Regions from separate parts of the Mus musculus genome. Here region 1 is linked to region 2. The links are chromatin contacts, called in public promoter capture Hi-C maps. All regions are on one chromosome and are shown on one strand. Each heading gives the region's core, a stretch centred on a gene start, on an enhancer-like site or on the middle of the called end of the contact. The rest is flanking DNA. Distances are from core to core; before and after follow the strand shown. Region 1 has its middle 26 kb from the start of Styk1. Region 2 holds the start of Clec9a (C-type lectin domain family 9, member a).

Region 1 (4,700 bases), core at 1,243-3,742, 1.9 Mb after region 2:
CTAGGGCATCAAGCCTTCACAAGGCCAAAGGCTTCTCCTCCCATTGATGCCTGACAAGGCCATCCTCTACTACATATGAAGCTGGAACCATGGGTCCCTCCATGTGTACTCCTTGGTTGGTGGTTTACTCCCTGGGATCTCGAGAGGGTCTGGTTGGTTGCTATTGCTGTTCTTCCTATAGGATTGCAAACCTCTTCACCTCCTTCAGTCCTTTCTCTAACCCCTCCATTGGGGACGCTTTCCTCAGTCCAATGATTGGCTGCAAGCATCCGCCTCTGTATTTGTCAGGCTCTGGCAAAGACTCTCAGGAGACAGCTCTATCTGGCTCCTGTCAGCATCCACTTCTTGGCATCCACAATAGTGTCTGGGTTTGGTGACTGTATATGGGATGGATCCCCAGGTGGGGCAGTCTTTGGATGGCCTTTCCTTTAGTCTCTGCTCCACACTATGTCTCTGTATTTGGCACCATGAGTTATTTTGTTCCCCTTTTTAAGAAGGACCAAAGCACCCACACTTTGGTCTTCCTTCTTTTTGAGCTTCATGTGGTCTGTGAATTGTATCTTGGGTTTTCTGAGCTTCTGAGCCAATATCCACTTACTAGTGAGTGCATACCGTGTGTGTTCTTTTGTGATTGGGTTACCTCACTCAGGATGATATTTTCTAGTTTCATCCATTTGCCTAGGAATTTCATAATTTCATTGTTTTTAATAGCTGAGTAGTATCCCATTGTGTAAATGTACCACATTTTCTCTATCCATTCCTCTGTTGAAGAACATCTGGGCTCTTTCCAGCTTCTGCTTATTATATATAAGGGTGCTATGAACATGGTATAGCATATATCCTTGTTATCTGTTGGAGAATCTTTTGGGTATATGCCCAGGAGTGGTATAGCTGGGTCCTCAGGTAATACTACGTCCAATTTTCTGAGGAACCACCAAACTGATTTGCAGAGTGGTTGTACAAGCTTGCAATCCCACCAACAGTGGAGGAGCGTTCCTTTTTCTCCACATCCTTGCCAGCATCTGCTGTCACCTGAGGTTTTGATCTTAGCCATTCTGACTGGTATGAGGTAGAATCTCAGGGTTGTTTTGATTTGTATTACCCTGATGACTAAGGATGTTGGACGTTTCTTTAGGTGCTTCTCGTCCATTTGGTTTTCCTCAATTGAGGATTCTTTCTTTAGCTCTGTACTCAATTTTTAATAGGGTTACTTGATTCTCTGGAGTTTAAGTTCTTGAATTCTTTGTATATATTGGATATTATCCCTCTATTGGATGTAGGATTGGTGACGATCTTTTCCCACTCTGTTAGTTGCCGTTTTGTCCTATTGACATTGTTCTTTGCCTTACAGAAGCTTTGCAATTTTATGAGGTCCCATTTTTTGATTGTTGATCTCAGAGTCTAAGCCATCAGTGTTCTGTTCAGGAATTTTTCCCCTGTCCATGTGTTCAAGGCTCTTCCCCACTTTCTCCTCAACTAGTTTTAGTATATGTGGTTTTATGTGGAGGTCCTTGATCCACCTGGACTTGAGCTTTGTACAAGGAGATAAGAATGGGTCGATTTGCGTTCTTCTATGTGCTGACCTCCAGTTGAACCAGCACCATTTGCTAAAAATGCTGTCTTTTTTCCACTGGATGGTTTTAGCTCCTTTGTCAAAGATCAAGTGACCATAGGTTTGTGGGTTCAGTTCTAGGTCTTCAATTCTATTTGTCACAGAGCATTTTATGTCTGTTTTTCAACTGTGAGTCTGCATTCTTCAATACTACTGCACAAGAAGTTTTCTTGTCCTTTATAGTCAGCAGGAGCATGGTTCATGAACTTCCACATGGTATCTGGTAAGAGCATGGAACACAGACATTCATCTGGCCTCCAGTGTCAGCCCATTCCATGGACTTCAGCATGGTATCAGGCAGTAGTAGTACAGACTATGGCCATCAGCATAGGTAGTTGCACTCACATGTACACACACACACACACACACACACACACACACACACACACCTAGACCAAGAGGACAAAGATGACCTGTTTCCTGCTTAACTTCTAGAAGAATTCTCCTCAGAATTGTGTGTCTAGTCATTATTTGCATTAAGCAACAAAACTCATGAAGTGCTATTCACCATCTCTTCATAGGCGTTTGGACTTCACAGGACCCAGGTACAGCTTGAAAGAGTAACTCAAACCCGTAACCCCAGAATTTGAGAGACTGAGCCAGGAAGACTGAAGAGGTTTAGAGGTCAGTTATTGCTCCATAGCCAGCCTAAACTAGAGTGGGACTCTGACTCAACAACAAAAACAAACTAACAACAACAAAAAAAAAAAAAAAAAAAAAAAAAATACTGGACCAGGAAACTATCTGCATCTCCATATCACACCCCAGCCTCTCCCCCATCAGGAGACCAAAGTTCGAATAATCGACCTCTGCCCCGCCCTATGGTTCCTTAACTGACACTCAGCCTGAGCTTACTGGTTTCTGGCTTTCTCTCCCTATTACCTAATGCTTTTAACTGTGTTTATGATGCTGAACATGGACAACATACTCACATGTGCACTGCATATAGTGAATCATAAAATTCTCACAGATGGAGAGACTTTGGCCCTAAGTCTATGTTCTTGATTTTTACCCTATACTGCACTATCTCTTTAAAGCTCTTCTGTCCTTCTTCCAGTTTTTTCTCTCTCAACTTTCCTACCTTTGTCTTGCTTCTCTCCTTCCCTTCTTTATTTTGCAAAGTTAGAAGTATCTTTAATGTTGCTTTTTAAATTGTGTATCCTAAAATTGGACATTTCAAATTTTAAAAAGTTGTTTTCAGTAGATTCACAGTTACAAAACTGTCATCACCATATGACTTTAAAATATGTCACTGGGCTGAGGAGATGGCTCAGTGGTTAGAAGCACTTGCTCTTTCAGGTTTGATTCCTGGTGACTCACAATTGTTTATAACTCCAATTCCAGGGGACCTGACCTCTTCCTCTGGCTTCCCTGAGCACCAGGCACATACGGTGTACACATACTTACATCCAGGCAAAACACCATACACACGAAAATAAATATTTTTTAAAAGGAAATGTTTGTATAACCTTCTGAAATGAAACACCTAATCAGTAGCAATGATTGGCCAGTACACCCACCCCCTAACCCAGGGCACTGGGTAGCCATTTTCTTTCTATGTCTGCTATCCCATCCTGGGCATTTCATATTAACTGATTAATTTATTATGTGGCCTTCTGTGGCTGCATTCCTTCACTTAGTGTAACGTTTTCCAGACGTGAGTCATTGCTTCATTTATTTTTTGAGGCTGAATCACTGGATTGTGTGAATACTTGTATGCATTTACTTTAAATACCATTTACCATGGTAATTTCCAGTTTTCCCTTCTATATGTTACAATGAACAGTGACATACAAAATATTTTAAGTCTTTTCAAATGTTTTGTTGAAGTAAGATTTACTTAACATAAACTTAATCATTTTTCCTTTATTTCTTCCTCTTGTTTTTTGGGGTTTTTTTTTTTTTTTTGGTTTTTTTTGTTTGTTTGTTTTGTTTTGTTTTGTTTTTTGAGAAATCCACCTGTTTTGCCTCAAGCTTTTTTGTTTTTTTGCATTTTGTTTTTTGATTTTTTAAGCTGGATTTACATGTATGTGTCCATCTGTACATTTGTTGTGGACAATTTAAAGGAGTAAATTCTCTGCTTTCACTCTATGAGTTCCCAGGATCTAACTCAGGTCATCAGGTTTGCATGTCAAGAACCTCCCATCTCACCAGGTCATGGTCATTTTAAAGTACATAATTCAGTGGCATTTAGTGTGTTTATTTGAGTGCCTAGCAATTCTATCTCGTGTCAAAACATTGCTATTACTCAAAAGAGAGCTCCATGTTCCTCATATCCTTCAGGACAAAGAAAAGGTATCATTTTTAAAGAATTTCAACAATCAAACAAAACATTCATGAAAGCTTCAGGTGGCTGTGTTATATAAATACTATGTAATTCACGGGGGATAACTACTAATTGTATTATATTACCTTAGAAACCCACGGTGTTTGTTTTTTGTTAACTGCTGTCTATGGTATGTGACATAAAGGAGACAACAAGCTGGTGCTTTTTGCACTGCACACAGAACAGATATTGTGCTGGTATTAATTTTCGAAATGATTAAAGCTGTCTAGGGTACTATGCTTGCTTCTTCTCTCTCAACTCCCTCAAGCATTTTCCAACTTAGAACAGAGACATGCACAGAATAGCCTTTTTTTCTACTAAAGTTGAAGAAATAAACCTACATATGTTTTAAAAACTCATCAGTTCAGTGTGTGTTTATCAAGCACTACAGCATGCATACTGACATATGTGTAGAACTTCCCTTATGTCATCATGCCCCAAATGCAAAATTAAAATCCTAGGAGCTCAAGTGTCACTTCTTAAAAGAAGAACTATAAATGGGCAATAAATACCTGTCAATGAAATGCATGTAAAACACTGTGAGTTTCTGTCTCACCCTGAAGGGGGCTGTTCTGACGCTAAAGTCCTGTTTCCCCGTTGGTTCTTGATTTGTTAGTAAAGAAAACTGGAGGCCAATTGCTGGGCAGAAAGTATCAGCAGGACTTCTGGGTCTCAGGAAGAAAAGGCGGAAAGGAGGAAAGGAGGTTTTCCATCCATGCTTTAGAAGAAGGAGAATGCAGCAACCATGTGAGGTCTCAGGGG
Region 2 (4,846 bases), core at 1,075-3,574:
ATCTCTGATGTAATAATATAAAATATTGGTGAGAACATCAACCGCATGATACTAAAAAATGTTAGTTTTACAGCTCTGTGCATGACAAATCTGCTCTTTAGTTTATTTTGGACTCTTCTTAAGGGAATAGATTTCTGGGTTACAGGAAAACAACAAAATTTATTTGGCATTTTTATTTTAAAAAACAAGATATTGGCCTTGTGAGATGAGAAGTCTTGGCTCCCCCACCCCCTTTGGAGATGGGGATTCAAGGCTGAACTTCTGGTATGAAACTGTCCATTTGCACAAAACAACTGGGGGCTAATTATTCAGAACCTATCCAAACATCAACCCTATGTCTGAATGTTAGTGTTTTTCCTCTCTTCAGCATATTTATATATTACTACAACACACAGCCTTAGAGGAAACATATTTAATGCCCAGCTAAACATATACAGAAGGTGAGACCAGCCTGTACCTACAAAAATCAAACTGTACCTACAAAGTCTCTCTTTTCCCTTATACTCGTGCCTGAAGCATATAGTGAAACAAAAACAACCCAGATTCTATGATCAGAGCACTTCATTTCAAACACTCAGCATGAAACCAGCTAAACGGACTTCTCTGTGCCTGACTTAGAGCCAACTTACCCTTCTGCTTCACAGAACTGTAGTAAGGAAGCAATACTGTGATCTGGCTTTAAAATAGTTTTTAAGAACACATTGAATAATAAACAGTAAATATTTAAAACAAACAAGAGCAGAACACTACATGTAGCACATGGGTTTTTTTGTTGGGAGAAACCAATGGCTCCCTTGCAGACATTTCCCTGAGAGTGGATTGTCCTGGGAAAACACTATTCAAGCTTTGGTTTCAGTGCTGCTAAAATGAGAAGAGAAACTGGAAAATGAGTAGTAGCTCATGAAGTCTGGCTCCTGAGGTTAGTTACAATATTATTTGTTGGTGTGGTTTCTTCCTCTTTTCTCCATCTGGTAGAGCTTAGAATATGCAGAGGGTTATCTGGAGTTCAGTTACTCTGTTTTCAGGCCAGGAACACCACAGGAAATGTTGGCAGAATGTGCTAGTCCGTTTCCATTTGTCCCTAATGACCCCACCAGCTACTCCTTATGTCTCAGGAAGCTAAACACAAATGAATACATTTTCCGGGCAAACTGAGCCTCTGAGACACATGGGTTATGGTCAGAAGTATAATTCAGATCCCTTATGTGTCTTAGATTGATAAAACTTGATGATCTGTATACCAGCCCTTCGCTGTAGTGAGGCAGACCACGAAGTCCCAGTGAACATTCTCCTTACTGTTTTAGGCCATAGGGTGACAGCAGCCCTGTAGTACATATGTCAACATTGATCCCCTTCTTTCTTTCCTATTAACCTTTTCCAAAACTGTAGTCCTATTAGTAAGTTCCCTTATATCACCTCCTGAATGTGCCATTTGTGATGAAGAACGATTGATCCAGTGAGACTCTAAAAATAAATAAATAAATAAATAAAAGAACACAATTGAGAAATGACCTTTGGACATAAGGACAAGTAGCCTAGAAATAAATGGTGTCTAAGAGATCAGAGTTCTCAGTACAAATGCTGTAGTCACAGGATGTGCTGAAACTGGTCATCCATCCATTAAATAATTGATTCCTCCTGCAAGAGCAAAGTTACCTCTGGACAATGCTGCCAGGAAAACCCAACCTTCATGTCCAATATGGAAATGCAATGGATAGAGATGGCTGTGATTCCCAACACTCCCAGATTATGGCTTTCAAGAAGCAAGTGTGGGTTCTTCACCTTCTCTTTCCCTTTCCCATCATGGCTCCAATATTCCAGAAGATGAAAGAAACCCAGGCCCCTTTTGGGAGAACTAGTATCTCTGGGTACAAACTATGAGGGAGATCTAAATGTTGCCAGTGTTGACTGGTATTTTGAAGTTTACTTATAATAACAGTCAGTATTACCCTAATCAGCAGACTGATTGGAAATAAATTTAGGGATGAAATCTCTCCTAAGCTTTCTTGTTTGGAAATCCAAAAGCTATGTACAAGTTGATTTGTCTAGATTTAATGGCCTTTATCTTTATTCGCTGCATCATCTTTTTGCTTCATAGTTTATAGCAAATAGAAGTCCATACTGTGCAGCTTACCTCCAGCATCTGATACTATGTGGAAAGCAGAGCAACAGTTTAATTTGGTAGTAGCTATTTTGAGCTCAATAATTCTCATTTCTTCATTATTGAGTTATGTTTCAGTATAAGCTTCAAAAGTTCCACTTTCTGGATGATGAACATCCTTTAATCCCTGTTGCATTTTACCACTGTGAAAAAGTAGCCAGTTCCATTTCTTGTACCAACCTACTCCTAACTACAACCGAAGTTCTTTGTGCCAGGCTCCTATGTAGACTGCTTCACCACTCCAAGCACCTTCAGCATGCATGCGGAAGAAATATATACCTCTCTTCAGTGGGACATTCCTACCTCAGAGGCCTCTCAGAAGTGCCAATCCCCTAGCAAATGTTCAGGTAATAAATTTAGAATGCTTAGTTGAAAACTATAATTTTTTTCTGTTTGTATACTGTGATAAAACCAAGTGTTTCTCCTAATCTGAGATAACCTCTTTAGCATATTCTAGTGTGCCTGACACATTCGTCAGCATGGAGGAGTAAGTGAAGGGCACTCAGATCAGGAAATGAGATATATTCTCTCAATTTGCAAAAAGTAAAAGAAATCATACCACTTAAATTATTTTAGCTTTTACTTAAAACAGGCAGCAAATTATCTGAAAAATAGTAAGAAATGTTGAAAAACTAGGAAAAAATGTCTTCAGCTGATGCAGTTATGTTTTTAGTATTTGATAATTGTTTCTACATCTTATGCTACCTTTTATTTTTACAACTCTACAGTGCAAAAAGATTTGCAAATATATGTTTTTGTGTATTTTTATTGTCACTTCTTTAATTCATCAACTAGGTGTCATACATAACCTCATACAACAAATAATTAGGTGGGCTTAAAAAGCATTTTATTATATTTTCCCAAGTAGTTTCATTAATTAGTCTTTAGTATCGACTTGTTACAAATTAACTAAGTGAAGCTAACTTTCCTAAATCAGATCTCTAATATAGTATTAGCTTCAGAATATCTTTTGTCACATAAAACACCATTTCAAGGTTTCAGGGATGACCCAGAGTCATCTCAGGCAAGACATTATCAGGCCTATTAAAATATGTAAGGACAATTTTTTATTAGTATGAATAATGTAATAAGCCAAATAACTCACTTTTCTTCCTGGACGAATTGTATAATTAGCCGGAAATGTTTGTTCATTTTTCTAAATTACTCATTAAAATTAAAAATACTTCAATGAATCATGTTCAAGAGATGCTGAAAACAGGTAAGAGAGTCTTCATGTTAAGAATAGAAGGTTTTCTGGTTGGTATGAATGAGATTATTGAAAAATACTAGATAGGTAGACAGACAGATAGACAGATGGAATTAATTTTTAAAATCACAATAGTGTACATTAGGATTGAAGAGAGGTGTTATTAAGTCTATTGTATTTGGTATTTTCCAAGTCAGATATAGCCCATGCTATAAGGTTCATCTGAGAGAATTTAAGCAAAGATTTTCTTAGAGTTTCAAATCTTTGCATTTCTCCAGTAGGAAGGCCCAATCCTTCCACTTATCCTGACATTATTACACCTTGAAAATACTTTCTCTAACTCATGTCATTGCCTGATTTCACATTCAGGAGCATGGTGTGTTGTGACGATGATTTCCTGTGTGGTCTGTATGGGCTTGTTAGCAACGTCCATTTTCTTGGGCATCAAGTGTAAGTACAAAAGCATATCTTCAGTGTTACCTGTTAACAACACGGGTTATGAATTGTTGTATTATTATTTTAAAAGTTCACATGTATAAATGTATGAATAAATAAATTAAGATCTATGTAAGCACACGTAAATGGTATACAGTCAGTTAGACTTATATTAAGAAGGAGTTCACATGGCGAGATAAAAGAGTCTGGTAAAAAGAATGCAATTAATTTTTCTAGAACCACTGTATCACTGTAGAGTGATGTATTTATGTGGTGTTTCCCATGAAAGCAGAAGGTTAACAATCTATTTATAGATTGTAAACTATTTATAGTTTTTGAAAGATAATCTACAAATTATATTCATATATGTACAGGCACACTGCACATGTGGACACAGGATTTTAACAAGTACAAGCTAGATGTTAGCCAGCAAAGCTTGAGTAGCCATTTCCAAAGTGTGTGCAGACTTGTCTCTTTCCCTCATCCTCTTGTGTTTCTGGGTTTTCTTTAACACCATATGCCAATTAAGTATTAATTTGAAAACATTATAGTATAAACATATTTCCAAAGAGATCAGTTTTCTTTGTGCCCTTTCCATATATTTTCATTTTTCCAACTCATCCTTTAGCTACAGTGTGTAGCATAATATACCCAGTAATTTTGTTTGGGAGATTTAGAAGTATTTGGTTCCAGTTTCCAAGGAGACAACATTTTTCAGTCATTATTCCTAACTTGTTGAAAATTAATTACAATTCAAACACCAATAAAGGTAAAATGTTTGCTTCTTATCTAGAGTAAAACTCCAAGCACAAGTCTTCCATTCTCATGTCTATTACCATATGATGCACTTAATGCCATGTTCTCTGTCCATTACCATCTGATGCACCCCATGCCATCCAGAGTATAATAGCAAAGCAGATACGACTTAAAATAGAGCTCATCCAGTAAAGTTCATCAAAATATGAAAAGGATGTCTCAGGTTTCTAAAAAGATTATTACATTTCAATTGCTATCTCTACCAGGTTATTAATATTATAAAGTAA

The links. Promoter capture Hi-C pulls out the DNA fragments that hold promoters and counts their contacts.
Region 1: a contact with region 2 is called in a promoter capture Hi-C map of frontonasal cranial neural crest. The contact joins the enhancer-like site here to the promoter of Clec9a in region 2. A contact is called at or near these places in 7 of 39 promoter capture datasets (the 3T3-L1 cell line, cranial neural crest, embryonic stem cells and 4 more).

Annotation. Positions count from the first base shown.
Region 1 is chr6:131,337,044-131,341,743 of GRCm38.p6, forward strand. It overlaps a transcript of Styk1 not described here. Among named protein-coding and RNA genes, the nearest start is that of Styk1, 26 kb to the left of the region's middle. Within about 2 kb of position 2,493, at least 39 of the 459 cell types and tissues checked have an H3K27ac peak or open chromatin away from gene starts, as enhancers often do.
Region 2 is chr6:129,406,538-129,411,383 of GRCm38.p6, forward strand. It overlaps Clec9a (C-type lectin domain family 9, member a), which reads left to right and starts at 2,325. Exons shown (of 7, transcript NM_001205363.1): 1 at 2,325-2,508; 2 at 3,738-3,818. The coding sequence starts at 2,418. It also overlaps a transcript of Clec12b not described here.